Linked DNA regions of Gossypium hirsutum: all the other regions are linked to region 2. A link is a contact called in public Hi-C data. All regions are on one chromosome and are shown on one strand. The core of a region is the stretch at or near the end of the contact, and the rest is flanking DNA. Distances in the headings are between cores, read along the strand shown.

What was found. Hi-C and Micro-C count contacts between places; a contact is called where the count stands out from the background.
Region 1: a Hi-C map of leaf shows a contact between it and region 2, with 2.0 times the contacts expected there. The contact joins the enhancer-like site here to the promoter of LOC121209907 in region 2.
Region 3: a Hi-C map of leaf shows a contact between it and region 2, with 1.7 times the contacts expected there. The contact joins the promoter of LOC107899277 here to the promoter of LOC121209907 in region 2. A contact is called at or near these places in 2 of 34 Hi-C or Micro-C datasets (both in leaf).

The regions. Positions count from the first base shown.
Region 1 is chrA11:60,956,077-60,960,362 of Gossypium_hirsutum_v2.1, reverse strand. No RefSeq gene overlaps it. Among protein-coding and RNA genes, the nearest start is that of LOC107899132, 14 kb to the right of the region's middle. Within about 2 kb of position 2,837, at least 2 of the 9 cell types and tissues checked have an H3K27ac peak or open chromatin away from gene starts, as enhancers often do. A contact at or near this core is called in leaf, where this site is marked.
Region 2 is chrA11:61,502,942-61,507,510 of Gossypium_hirsutum_v2.1, reverse strand. LOC121209907 reads right to left here and starts at 2,724. Exons shown (of 3, transcript XR_005905088.1): 1 at 1-2,724. It also overlaps the pseudogene LOC107893133.
Region 3 is chrA11:62,107,778-62,112,215 of Gossypium_hirsutum_v2.1, reverse strand. LOC107899277 (pentatricopeptide repeat-containing protein At5g67570, chloroplastic-like) reads left to right here and starts at 3,056. Exons shown (of 10, transcript XM_016824949.2): 1 at 3,056-3,398; 2 at 3,401-3,674; 3 at 3,755-3,946; 4 at 4,136-4,217; 5 at 4,314-4,438. The coding sequence starts at 3,101. It overlaps LOC107899286 (a long non-coding RNA gene), which reads right to left and starts at 2,982. Exons shown (of 4, transcript XR_005905090.1): 1 at 2,563-2,982; 2 at 2,272-2,388; 3 at 1,826-2,058; 4 at 1,271-1,744.

The sequences.
Region 1 (4,286 bases), core at 1,588-4,087, 550 kb after region 2:
AAGTTGACAGTTTCAGAAAAGTAGAAGTGTGATTTCAAAACCTGACAACTCTTTCTTTTGTTTGGGGTTCTTTATAAATGGCATGCCAAGTGATCAGACCGCTTTTTCCTTTTCTTTTTCTTTACAAGATTGTTGATGTTGCATTTGTTGAAATATGTGGAGTTGTGTGAAGCTGTTGATAAGTGTAACCCAGTCATCTTAGATTCCAAACGGATAACATCAATCACTCGGCCATTGTTTAAAGAAACCAGTACTTTATCTATTTTTTACTAATTCACTTCATCTTCTGCTAACAAGCTCCCACCTGGTTCCTGCTAATTTTAGATGCTATCAATATTTTTATTTACACTAGTTCTACAAATTACAGTTCCTTCCAAGCTGACTTGTTGGTCATAGCATTTCTCTATAACATGAGATGCTTCTTGGTATGCATGTAGTGTTCCAGATTACTTAAAACTGGAGATACTGAAAAACATGCAATTATGCAAAGGTTGTGGAGTTAATCATGAAAGGTTAACAGGATTATTGGGTTGCTTTACTGTTGGAATATCTTAAAGAACGTAACTTGAAGGTTTAAAACACAAGTTACTAACCTGAGAATAATCGAGTGTTATATTACAGCTAATGTTTTGATTTGAATCAAAGTCTTTGTAGGACAATCTATTAGAATGATTAAAAGTAATGCATGCTTGAAGTATAGTATACCTATTAGTTTTAAATACGAAAATTCTTTAAAAAAATAGTAAATCAAGATTGTAATATAGTGAAGGTGAGTGCTCCTAGAAAAAAACCAAGACATAATTAATTATTCAAACTCTAGAAGATATTCAAGTATCTGAATGTGAAGAATGATGAAAATAAAAATAAAAAAATCTCAATAAGTTATGTCAATACAATAAAATATGGAAATGTAGAAAATAGAAAGTAGTCGCAACAGTTTTGCATACAATGTTATTGTTGAGATAATGAAAGAAAATGAGAATATTGAATAAATTTATCAAAAAAATATAGACATGGAATATATTGGCCGAAAATAAAAATATGCAATTCAAGTAGGATTACAATTGTGAAGTTTGTGGATCAATAGTCCAAGCATCTAAAGGTGTAAAGCTAGTGAGGTACAAATTATGAAAAGGTAGAATATTTTTTTGTGGTGGATACAATAACCTTTGCTATATTATTAAGTTTGGTAGTTTATGAAACCTTTGACGTGTGTCTTATTATTGTTGTTACAATTTTTATGTGAACCACTATATAGTGGAAGTTTATATTAAAATCCTTGAAGGATTTAGAATGTTGGAAGCATATAGAAATTCTCAAGAAATTATTCGATATGTTTGAATAAAAATTTATATGAATTAAATTGATTTGAACATATGTGGTAAATTTGACTTAGTGAATAATAGTTGAAAGAATATTATAAAATGATCCAACATGCTCAATATATAAAAGGATCATGATCAAAATTTGCTCTAATTGTTGTTGGAACTCCAAAAAAAAATCAAAATATATTTTCCCAAAAGTCTTCCTCACTCATGACTACCAAAGAATAATGATATAAATGTTTAGCGAATTTGCTCAAGTGATCATTTGAAAAGCTAGCATGCAATACGTAGAATTTGAGGTATCATGTGATGTTGTCATGATGGGGAGTAAATATGCATTTTCACTTAACTAAGGTTTGTCCCACTGAGTTTTTCTGATAAGGTTTTTAATGAGACGCCATGTTATACGTGTTATGATAAGTGTACTATTTTTTCTTCACTGAGATTTATTTTTTTCCACAGGATTTTTATTTTAGTAAGATTTTATCGAAGCTTATCATCTACCAATGAACGTCTAAAGGGAAGTGTTATAAATATTTTATTATTAAATAGATGTCCATCAAGATAAGTTTAATGTAGTTTAGAACTATAATAGTCATTAGAAGTAGAGTATTTTTTTCATTTATACTTCCTATGTCTATAAATATAGACTTTGGAGAAATATTATAAATATCCCTATTGACCAATAAAAATTTGTTCTCTTTTGCTCTCTTATTTCTTATTCTTTACTCTCTTTTTTATTTATTTCATAACAATGCGAAAACTACTAAAAAATATCAATAAATTCAAAATAATACATTAAAAAAAACTAATATTAATACATACCAATACCAAAATAAAAACGATACATACTAACTGCCTTATTCTAGGCCTCTACACTAATATTTATAAGGAATTTATGGGTGCCACCGTTGAGCGAGCCAGAGATCGCCAAAGCTAATGGATAACATGATGTTGGCAAGATGATTTCTGAGTCTTAAAACTCTACTACCAAAAATCGTTATTTTTTCTACTATGAGATTAATTAAGGTCAATTTTACTATTAGATGTTATACTTGGTATAAGTTATAGATTTAGGGTTTATATTTTAATTTGATTATTTTTAGTTTTTGTACTTTTAAATATTTAAAATCTTAATCTTCATTAAATGGTAACTATTTAATTCATTATGTTATTTTTAAAAATTTGATGTATCAAATATATTATCGCATATGTAAAGTTATGTTAACTAATTATTTTCACATATTACTTATAAAAAACTTTAGTTAATAGATTTAATATTTATCATTTATATTTGATTGAAATTTTAGAATTAAAAATCTAACTCTAATTAAAATTGACCGATTTAAAAATATATATAAATTAAAATTGATGAAATTAAAGTAAGTATAGTAAATCTATAACTTACATAGAAGATTTGACTATTAATCAATCACGCGATGTCCCCGTTGAGAGGGCAAAATGGTCCATATAGGGTGAGAAGTAGGGGGGGTGGAGTTGATCGAGACATTAAGAGGTAGGTAATTAAGAAGCCAAATACTTCCTAATGTAATAATGAAAAGGTTAATGTGATGAGAAGCCAATTAGAAGCAGACAAAGAAAAGAAAAGAAAAGAAAGGGGCTTCCTTTCCTTCCTGGTTGCTACCCAAAAGCCAAAATGGGGTCAATTCAATTTATGACAAATTACTTGGTCACAGACAGTGAAAGGAAAAGCAAAATCTGGTGATCGCAGCTCAACACCAGAGGGCATCATCATCTTTGTTTAGTCAGTCCATGCAAATTGCAAAATGCCAATCCACTATTTCTACTAAAACTTTTAACTTAATTTGGTCTCTCTTAGTGCTTTTGTTTTTTTTTTTTTGGGTGGATTTTCTCATCATTGCTACAATCAATAAAGATGGGAGATGGGGCATCTCTCCATCTCCAAACAAAATACTCTCCCACTCTCTTTTCAAACCAAATCATTCTCTCTGGAAATTCTGTCTCCATTAACTTCACTATTCCCATGCAATTTTTTATTTCATGCAAAATTATGTCTATAATATTATACCATGAAATTATTCAGGGCATGTCAAATCAGTATGAATAGAATTCCTTTTTTTAAATTTTATCTAATGAAAATAACACTTTAAAAATTTCCACCAAAAAAACTTTTGTTTTTATTTTTTAATCCCTTAACAAGTATTTATCTTATTAAATATTTATTTAATATCATCAATTTAATCGGTGGGAAGTCTCACTGATTTGATCGATAAGGCCAACCAAACTCCTTAAATAAATCCATTTTTTTCTTTGAAAACCTTACCAAGCTTTTAGCATGATTCATGAATTCATTGTGAAACAAATGTCCTGGCACCGGTGCCGCCGACCACCACACTTACTAGTACCACTCTACCTACTACAGTTTTCATATTTTAAGAGGAATTAGGACCCTCTTAGAAAATTATAAAAATACACTAATAAAAACTTATCCTAACTATAAAGTGTTGCGTGATAGCTGTTGACCTTCATCCCTTAATTATATGGTTGGGGGTTCAATTTTTGCTTATAGAAATTGAACATATTTTATGACCAATCGTTTACCCCTTCAAATAACACTTACAACAAAGAGATTATGTTAAGTATGACTCATGTTTTAGTCAAAATTGAGAAATAATCTTCTAATTAAACTCTGTTTATTTGTTTCAATCAAACATTGATTAGTTTAGATTATTTTATTATTATTTGACTTATGAATTTAGCCTATAAATAGGTTCTTTTACAACCTTAGAAAAGACACCCATTAGATATTATAACTCATAACACATTTACAGAATTTTGTGTTTACGTTTTGAAGGTTCTTTATTTTAGGGTTTTCGGGGTTTAGTTTTTATCTCCATTTTTTGTACTCTTCATTCTTTTGTCATTATAGTAAAATTATCTTTGTCCGTGATTTTTTATCCTCTTGGGAGGAGTTTTTCC
Region 2 (4,569 bases), core at 1,475-3,974:
GATATTGATGATATACACTTCAACACTAAATTTGCCCAAGCCAGATGAAAACGCATTTTCTCTATTATAGCACACACAAAACCCTATTCACTCTATCGTATGTTTTATTCATGTCCAACTTAAATGCCATTAGACCTTTCCTACCACTCCTTTTCTGACCAAATGTGTGAAGAATTTCATGGGCAAGTAATACATTATTTGAAATCAATCTCTCCGACACAAAGACACTCTGTGAACTATCAATGTAATCCTCCAAGGCCTTTTGAAAGCGATTAGCAACCATTTTAGCAATCACTTCGTATATAACATTACAAAGGCTAATTGGTCTAAAGTTTGCCATACTAGTAGGATTTGGAATTTTTAAAATCAGAAAAATGTTTGTGACATTCATAGGTTTAAAATCCAAATCATTATCAAGAACTCCTAAGCAATATTGGCTTACCTCTTTACCCATAATATGCCAACATCTTTGGAAAAAGATAGCTGGAAAACTATCAACCCTGGTGCCTTAGTGGGGCCCATATCTCTTAAAGTTCTAAAACCTTCTCTCTTCTTATATGCTGTAGTTAAAGCCATATTAGCTTCTTCAGAGATACATTTTTCAACTCCCGATAAAATATGGTCCATCCTCATTGCCCCTCTTTTTGATGTGAAAAGATTCCAAAAGAAATTCCTCGCTATGTTTTTCATTTCATTGTGATTTCCAGTTCTACCACCACCATAAGCCAAACATTTAATAGTATTCATTCTCTTTTATTGAGAGGCAAATTTATGAAAGACGTATTCTTATACCTAGCTTTAAACTAATTTGCTCTTGCCCTTTGCTCTTAAAACACCTCGTCCTTCTTAATTTCCATATTGAATTGAATTTTTGTATCAATAAAATCTACCAAATTATCATCGTCATGATTGGTTGCCATTAAGCTCTCTAGCTTCCTAGTCAAATGCTTTTTAAACTTATTCCTTTTCCCCTTAATACGTCTAGTCCATCCTCTCAAATCGAACTGAAGCCTCTTTAATTTTGAAAAGATATCCCCCTTAGTCATTTTCCATATTTTTTTTACTTCCCCTTCGAACGAGTCTTCCATAGTCCACCAAGCTTCAAATTTAAAATCGCTAACTACTTTCCCTCCTTCCTTATGACCTAATTGCACTAATAGGGGGCAATGATCTGAGGAAGAATGTGGTAAATGACAAATCAATGTATTTGGGAAACTTTTTAACCAATCTTCATTTGCCACCCCTTGTTTAACATTTCCCTAATATTTGTTTCAGGCATATTGTCTTACTCCGAAGTAAATCATGGCCTCGAGTACCCTTTATCAAAAAGTTGACAATCCTCCAATGTTTCTCTAAACAACTCCATTTTCATTTCTTCCCTAGGCAAACCCTCGTTCTTCTCAAAAGCGTACATAATTTTATTAAGGCCTCCACAAACAAGCCACGAGAGATCAGTATTCAACCCTAGCCTTTTAAGATCATTCCATGAATTACTCATTTGACTTGCAAACTGGGAATTATAAAAACCTGTGAAGTGCCAATCCTTTTCACAGCTTCTAACCACCACATCAATAAATTTTGATGCATAACATCTCAAATCAATGGACGTCTTTTCCTTCCATGCTCCTTTTAGTTCCCTTAGCCCTTATGTCTATCCTATTAATAAAACCACAACATTTTCTTACCCTTTCTACCTTTCTCCCATCAAGTTTTGTCTCCATGAAAAAGACGATTTGGAGACTGAATTGCTTCAGCACATGTTGAAGACGATGCACTGCCTATGGACCCCTTAAACCATGGACATTCCAACATATGATTTTCATTACGCCTGGTTGGCTTGGCTCTTGGCAGCCGTCGATCCCTGATAAAGTGAAGCTAAATCTTACTTCGAAGAATTCCTTTCTGTAACGATAGTCATTAAATCATCTGAGTCTTTCTCAACAATTTTCGCTCTTTTTCCATTCTCAATGCTTGGAAAAATTCCCCTACTCGTCAATTTCCTCTCATGTCTTTTTTCTTTTTCCATGAACGCATGACCTCAGATTAGACCTCATCCACTTTCATATTGTGCCCTATCTCATTAAGAGATTCATCATGATCCATATTTTCCCAATCAAAGTCTTGGAAAGATTTTATCAGTTTCACAATCCTTATCAACCAAGCCATTCCTGAAATCTCTCCTCACACTAATAGTTTTCGAGTCAAACTCAAACTCCACCACAGCTCTCATTTTCGTCGATTTGACGTTTGCCTCCACTCCTAGAGAATGGACTGACCTCACTAATTTTATTGTGCCGCCACATTTTCTTCATCTGCTCTAGTATACGACCATTGCTTCATTGATTTCCTCGCAACGGATTTTAGCTTTAAACTCTTTCTACCCAAGAAATTTAATTTTGCCTTAAGAGCCAGCGAATATGGTAACTCATCCTCGGGTAGGTCTTTAACCTTTAGTGTAACCTTGATACACTCGTTAATACTATGCCCCATCTGTCCACACCTAAAGTAAACTCCATGCAAATTTTCATGGACCCAAATTCTCTATTGCGACTCAGTTAGAATAAAAATCCCCTTCTTAAAGGTGTTTGCACATTCATCTACAATTTAATCCTATAAAAATCACCTTTGACTTTCGATCTAAGCACTCCCCTAGAGGTGGATCCAATTGCTTGCATAAGATCCTTTCAATCACACTCTGAGGGACAAGGACCCCCTTTGACCCAAAAAAGAGACGCCACTAATCTATTTTGCTTCGTTCCATCGATTCCAATAATTTATCAAAAATAATCAATTGCCATAAAAAAAGCCATGATTGTCCCTCCAAAGTCAACTCCAGATCCTCTTCATCTTCAAATGAAATTTAAAACAAAATTTATCTTGTAACCTATATCTCAAATTTCTTCTTAGTCTGCCAAATACTTTTTAATTAAGCTTGAAAACTATCTGGATTGTGAGATTTTTTAATCCACACAATGCATAACAACGTCGGTTTTTCACCTGGAACTACCAGCAAGCTTTTAACGGACGACTGAATCAGTTCCTCCTTCAAGAGAGAGATATCATCCTTCTCCATTCCCTTTAAAGTCACCACTTTACTCAGACCCATCCACAGGCAGCGCTATTTATCTAAGAGACTAAGAGAGAGCATTCTTGACTTTTTTAGAGTTTACAATATAAATTCAATACAATTATAATATAATTACAAATACATGCCTAATAAACTATAAAGTAAAATCAAATTAATATATAACACAAATAAACTAAGAATCCTAATAATTTAGACTAAAATCAATCCATCAAAGTAAAACTCACATAAAATAAAACTAGGAGCTTAAACAATTATATATAACAAGACTTGTACCTTAACTATTCAAATACCTATATATTACAATTATAACTATCAATTAATAACATAAATAATGTTTTTTAAAACCCAATATCTACTTTCAATTTCTTTTTACCAAACAAAATTAAATTTGCAATTATTTGTCATGTCTAAATAACATTTCAAATATATAAATTTAAAAATTGATATTTGTATTTTCGAATTTACACCAAAAGAGAATACAAAAAATACTATTATTTTATAGGTGGCATTCGTGTGCCAAGTGGCACTAATAAAAATTAAAAAAAAAGTGAAACAGAAAAATAAACTACTAAAATTCTTTCTGCTTTTTTTCTTTTTATGTTACTTATTTTTTAATTTTCACTGATGCCACCTAATATACCGATTGCATCCATAAAATATTTTTTTTTATATTTTCTCATGTATATTTAAAAATACAAATATTTTTTTTAAATGATTGATGCTACAAATATTATTTTCACTCATATTTTAAAAATATATAAATGGCACTTGACACAATCATGATATCAAAATTTTTATTTTCTTTAAAACCAAATGATTAGTTAAAGATGCTAACTGAAAAGTAGATGGTGCCATCTAACCAATCGAGGACGCTAAATTACATTGTTCAAAATAGGTTATTTCCTTAAATAATTTTTTCCTTAAGTCATTTTGTTAATTAATTTTTTTTAAGGTTATTTGTATAAAAAAAAGCCAAACCTTCCTTTTTTTTCTTCCTCCTCTTTCTCCGCTGTCGCCGCCACCGCCGTCACCACTAAAAATCTGAACCCTAATCCTAAATCCCATCTTATATTGTTCCAAATGTCACACCTTGACAACATTCCATCCACTCCTGGCAAATACAAACCCGACAAAGCTTTCCGTTTCAACTCCTCCGCCGCATCTTCCTCTCTTTCCAAGCTAACCCTTTATTCCACCCTTTTCCTTTCCGTCCTCCTTATCTTCCTCCTCCTACTTTACTCCCCTTCTTCCAAACCATCGTTGCGCCGCCACCTATCTACTGGGTCCCACCGCACCCCACTCTCTCTTTCCCACAAACTAATCCGCAAATCTGCCCGTCCTCGCTCTACCACCGGTAACACCGTCCTTGTGACCGGCGCCGCCGGTTTCGTCGGAACCCATGTTTCCCTCGCTCTTAAACGCCGTGGAGACGGTGTCCTTGGCCTTGACAACTTTAACCATTACTATGATCCAACCCTGAA
Region 3 (4,438 bases), core at 1,807-4,306, 600 kb before region 2:
AAATCAAGATAGAAGTAAACTACCATGAACTTACCTTGGATTTTTCTTCCCCTAGTGACCGAATTTTTCAAGAGCTTTTTCCCTTCTTGCTCTCCTATTTTCGGCTATGAAGAACAAGGATGAACAAAAAACCTTGTCTTTTACTTCCTTTTGTTATTTTATTACTAACATTTTATGACACAAAATAACATATATTATTTGTGCCATACTTATGCCATAATTTCAATAAAAAAATTGCACAAATGCTTATCATGCCCATCATGGCCGGCCACTATGTTTTAAGGTGGGAAATTTGACATGCAAATCCACCTATTTCATACTATAAGTTATTTGGCCACTACAAATTAGTCTATAGCATTTTCAAAAATTTTCACATGAGTCCTATTTCATAATTTCACTCACAAATGGCAAAATCAAAGCATGAAATTTTTACACATGCACTTTCACATGAAATAAACATAGAATATAACATCTAATTATTTTTGTGACTTGGTTTTGTGATCCCGAAACCACTTTCCGACTAGGGCCAAATTAGGGTTGTCACAAAAACGCTCCTACATGGACGCGTTTTGCTAAAATCAACCCTTTCCGGTAAATAATTCAGAAATTAACCCATTTCTATAAATATACTTGGAAACGAGCCTTTATAAATAAATTAATCTTTTATGCCAATATATTATATAAGTGTTACGGGGTCTTTCAAATGTGTTTACATTATAAAAATTTGACATGTGGTATGAAAATAAATAAAAAATTTATGAAAGGTAAAATTACAACATAAGCCCTTCCTATTTTTTATATAACTTTTAATGGTGTTTTATAAATTATATTTCATAAATAATTTTTTTTTCAATTTGCTTATATTCAATTATTTAACATGCTACCTTTTAAATTTTGTTTTAAAATTTTAATTTTAATGTTTAATTAAAATACCTTTTTTAATTAAAAAATTCTAGTAGAATATACTTTTTTTTTCTTAATTTTTAAGTTAAATCAGTACCATCAATTCATGAATTATTTGGTCTTTATTTTTAAAAGGTATAGGTTACTTTTAACTAATATTATAGATTATGCACATATAATCATCTTATATACAAGTTTTTTAAATAAGTATGTTTAAAATTTTGAAAATAAGTTAAAAATGGTTACATATTTTTAAAAAATAAAAGTATTTCTTAAAAATTAGAAATTTTAAAATTAAATATTTTTAAAACAATTTTAATTTTTTTTTCAAATTTACATAAAAATACGTTATAATTTATTAAATAAATATTGTAAATAAAAATTGGATTTAAAACTTGTAAAATTTGGAGCACACGCAGACGCAGAGGATAAAAAAAAGGGTAAATTACACCAACAGTTACTCAACTTTAGGGTAGCTGACAAAACAGTCAAGTTTCAATTCAGTCACTGAACTTTCAAAAAATAACAAAACGGTCATACTAACTGTTTTTCGTTATGTCTGTAATGGTGCTATCCTTTTCCGTTATTCACTTAACAGAAAGGCCATTTTCCATCCCCCTCCTTCTTCCGCAGCATCCATCCCCTATCACAAACCCCTTCATTTTTTTGCAGACCTCCCCACCATTGCCCTCTCCCTCTCTTCCCCCTATTCCTTCTTCACCATTATTCCCAAGGAAAATGAACCCCAAGAAGACAGCAAGAGTGTGGCCACAAAGACCGAACCTTTATGCCATATGCATCATGCTTGCACGCTGAATGTTACCACATTTCCAAATAAAGCCTGAAATGAAATTGGTCTCAATTACAAAGCTTCGATTTGCCTAAATGACAAAGCTAACATGGGGAGTTGCAGTTTGCTTACTGAGTAGATCACAGAAATAAGCTCGATATCAAGACTCAACATCCAAGCGTTTGGGTCTCTTTCAAAATCAAAGTAACCAATGCAGATTGAATGGACCCAAAGAGGCAATAGAAGGAAACCAACATTATCTCTAATGGATACCCTTTCAGAACTGCAGCCTTCAAATTTAGTAGGGAAAGTATCAATTTGAAGTAGCCAAGCATCGTGGATTATGAAATAGCATATTAAATTACCTGACCAATGATTTTTGTTGAAAGTGACAAAGAGGCAGTAGCGATGAAGAGGCCACCAATGAGCCAATTGTTAGATGTTGTTAACATGGTAGAAAGAGATCGGTGTAAATGCGGTTGAATTCATGGAGAAAGTATTGGCATAGTAGCAAATATTAAAGACAGCTAATTATGCCTTATACTACAAAAATAAATGGCATAGCAGTAGAGACGAACCTGAAGATAACAGCAAGCAAGAAAGTGAAAGCTGGGATTAAGTTGGCTAGAGCAGAAGCAAGGGTTGGAGAGCTGTATCTTACACCAATGATTACACAGTTTTGCATCAAAGTGATCCTGCAAAAAGCCCAGTTTTATAACCCAATTTTTTCACCAATAAAGGAATTATTGAACTATTTTTAGATTTAATTACATATCCAGCAATGCTTAAACAGAAAATTTTGCACAAAAAAGATAAAGTAATTGGTGGCTGCTTTTTCTTGCAAAGAAGTCCCAAAATAGAAATAATACCATTAATTGCTCATCCATTGATTTAATTGATAGATAGATGAGAACCTTGTGAAGAAAAAAGCTGCTGGAAGAAGAATGAGAGAAGCCAGAGCATTTGACTAGATGACAAGGACAAAATGGCTCATTCCTTTGGACATGGAAACTTTGTTGAGGGTTAGAGAAATGATGGTGAAGAAGGAATAGAGAGGAGAAGGGGAGAGGGCAATGGTGGGGAAGTCTGCAAAAAAATAAAGGTGCTTGTGATAGGGGGAGGGATGGTGGGGAAGAAGGAGGGGGATGAGAGAGGGATGGAAAATAGCTTTTCTGTTAAGTGAATAACGGAAAATGATAGCACCGTTACAACATAACGGAAAGTGGTTAGTAGTGACCGTTTTATTATTTTTTGAAAGTTCAGTGACTGAATTGAAATTTGAGTGATTGAATTAAAATTTGAGTGACTATTTTGTCAGCTTCTCTAAAGTTATATTTTAAAATTTTGAGATATTTCATGTAGGTGAAATGTTAGAAGGATAATGGTACAAACTCCGGTGGAAGCAATATGGACGCTTCAATAGTCCCATCTCCTAAGCTCCCGCCTCCCCACTTCGAACCTAACACTGAAAACATCAAACGGAGGCTTCTCCGGAAAGGCGTTTACCCTACTCCCAAAATTGTTAGAACTCTCAGGAAAAGGGAAATTCTCAAACATAACCGCAAAACTAAACAACCCCAGCCTGAAACCCCATCCCTCTCCGCTTCCGAACTCCAGTCTTTGGCTGAAGCGTCTCACTTTTTAACCCTAAAACGCGAGTACAGACGCTTCTCGAAAGCTCTCAACCCAAAAGGGAGTGCCAGAGTCCTTCCTTGGCGGGAAAACCATGGGAGAGAATCGAGGGACCCAAACTCCGGGACCTCGTTTCAGAAGACGAAGAGTTCCACGGGGAGAGCTTGAAGAGACAGAACCTTAAAGAACTCAAAGAAATGTTCGAAGAGGATCTCCGTTGGGTCCTGGAGGATGATGTTGACGTGGAAGACGATGATTGTCTGTTACCCACTGAAAAGCAAATGCAGGACTTGGGCCCTTCAAAACGTTGGCGTAACGAGAAAGAAGCAATTCGATTCCTTGTTGACAGGTTTCGGTTTTTTGTGCTTTCATTTTCTTTTATCATCAATTTCCTGTATTTTTCACTTTTTTTTTTCATTATAATTCCAGGTTAAGTGAGAGGGAGATAACGGAAAGGCATTGGAAATTTGTAAGGATAATGAAGCAATCAGGGTTGCAATTTACAGAGTGGCAGTTACTTAGGATTGTTGAAGGACTTGGAAAGAACGGGAAATGGAGGCAGGCAATGGCCATTGTCCAATGGCTGTATGGCAATAAGGAGCGTAAAGATTTCAAAAGCAGGTGATGCTTCTTCCCTTTGCATTCATTTCAATCAATTTGCAAATTTTTTTTATTTAAAATTTGTGATTATTTCTTTTTCGGCTTACCAATGTTAGTTGGAAGTAAAGTAATTAGACAATTAGGTAGTTTGGTGTTGGATATGAGGTCATAAGATTGTACAATATATGAACTTATTGAAGCTTCTTGTAGGTTTGTTTACACAAAACTGTTGTCAGTTCTTGGGAAGGCGAGGCGACCCCAGGAAGCTCTTCAGATTTTCAAGCTGATGCTTGTTAGTATTCACTTTCACTATTTTATTTTATGCAGCGGGTGATCCTTTTGCCTAATTATGATATGCTGGCTCAATACCTAGTCTTGACTTTTTTAGGGAGACTGCCTTATATATCCCGATTTAGCTGCATATCACAGTATTGCTGTTACATTGGGGCAAGCTGGTCTTTTGAAGGAATTGCTGAACATAATCGAGTGCATGAGACAGAAACCTTCTAAAAG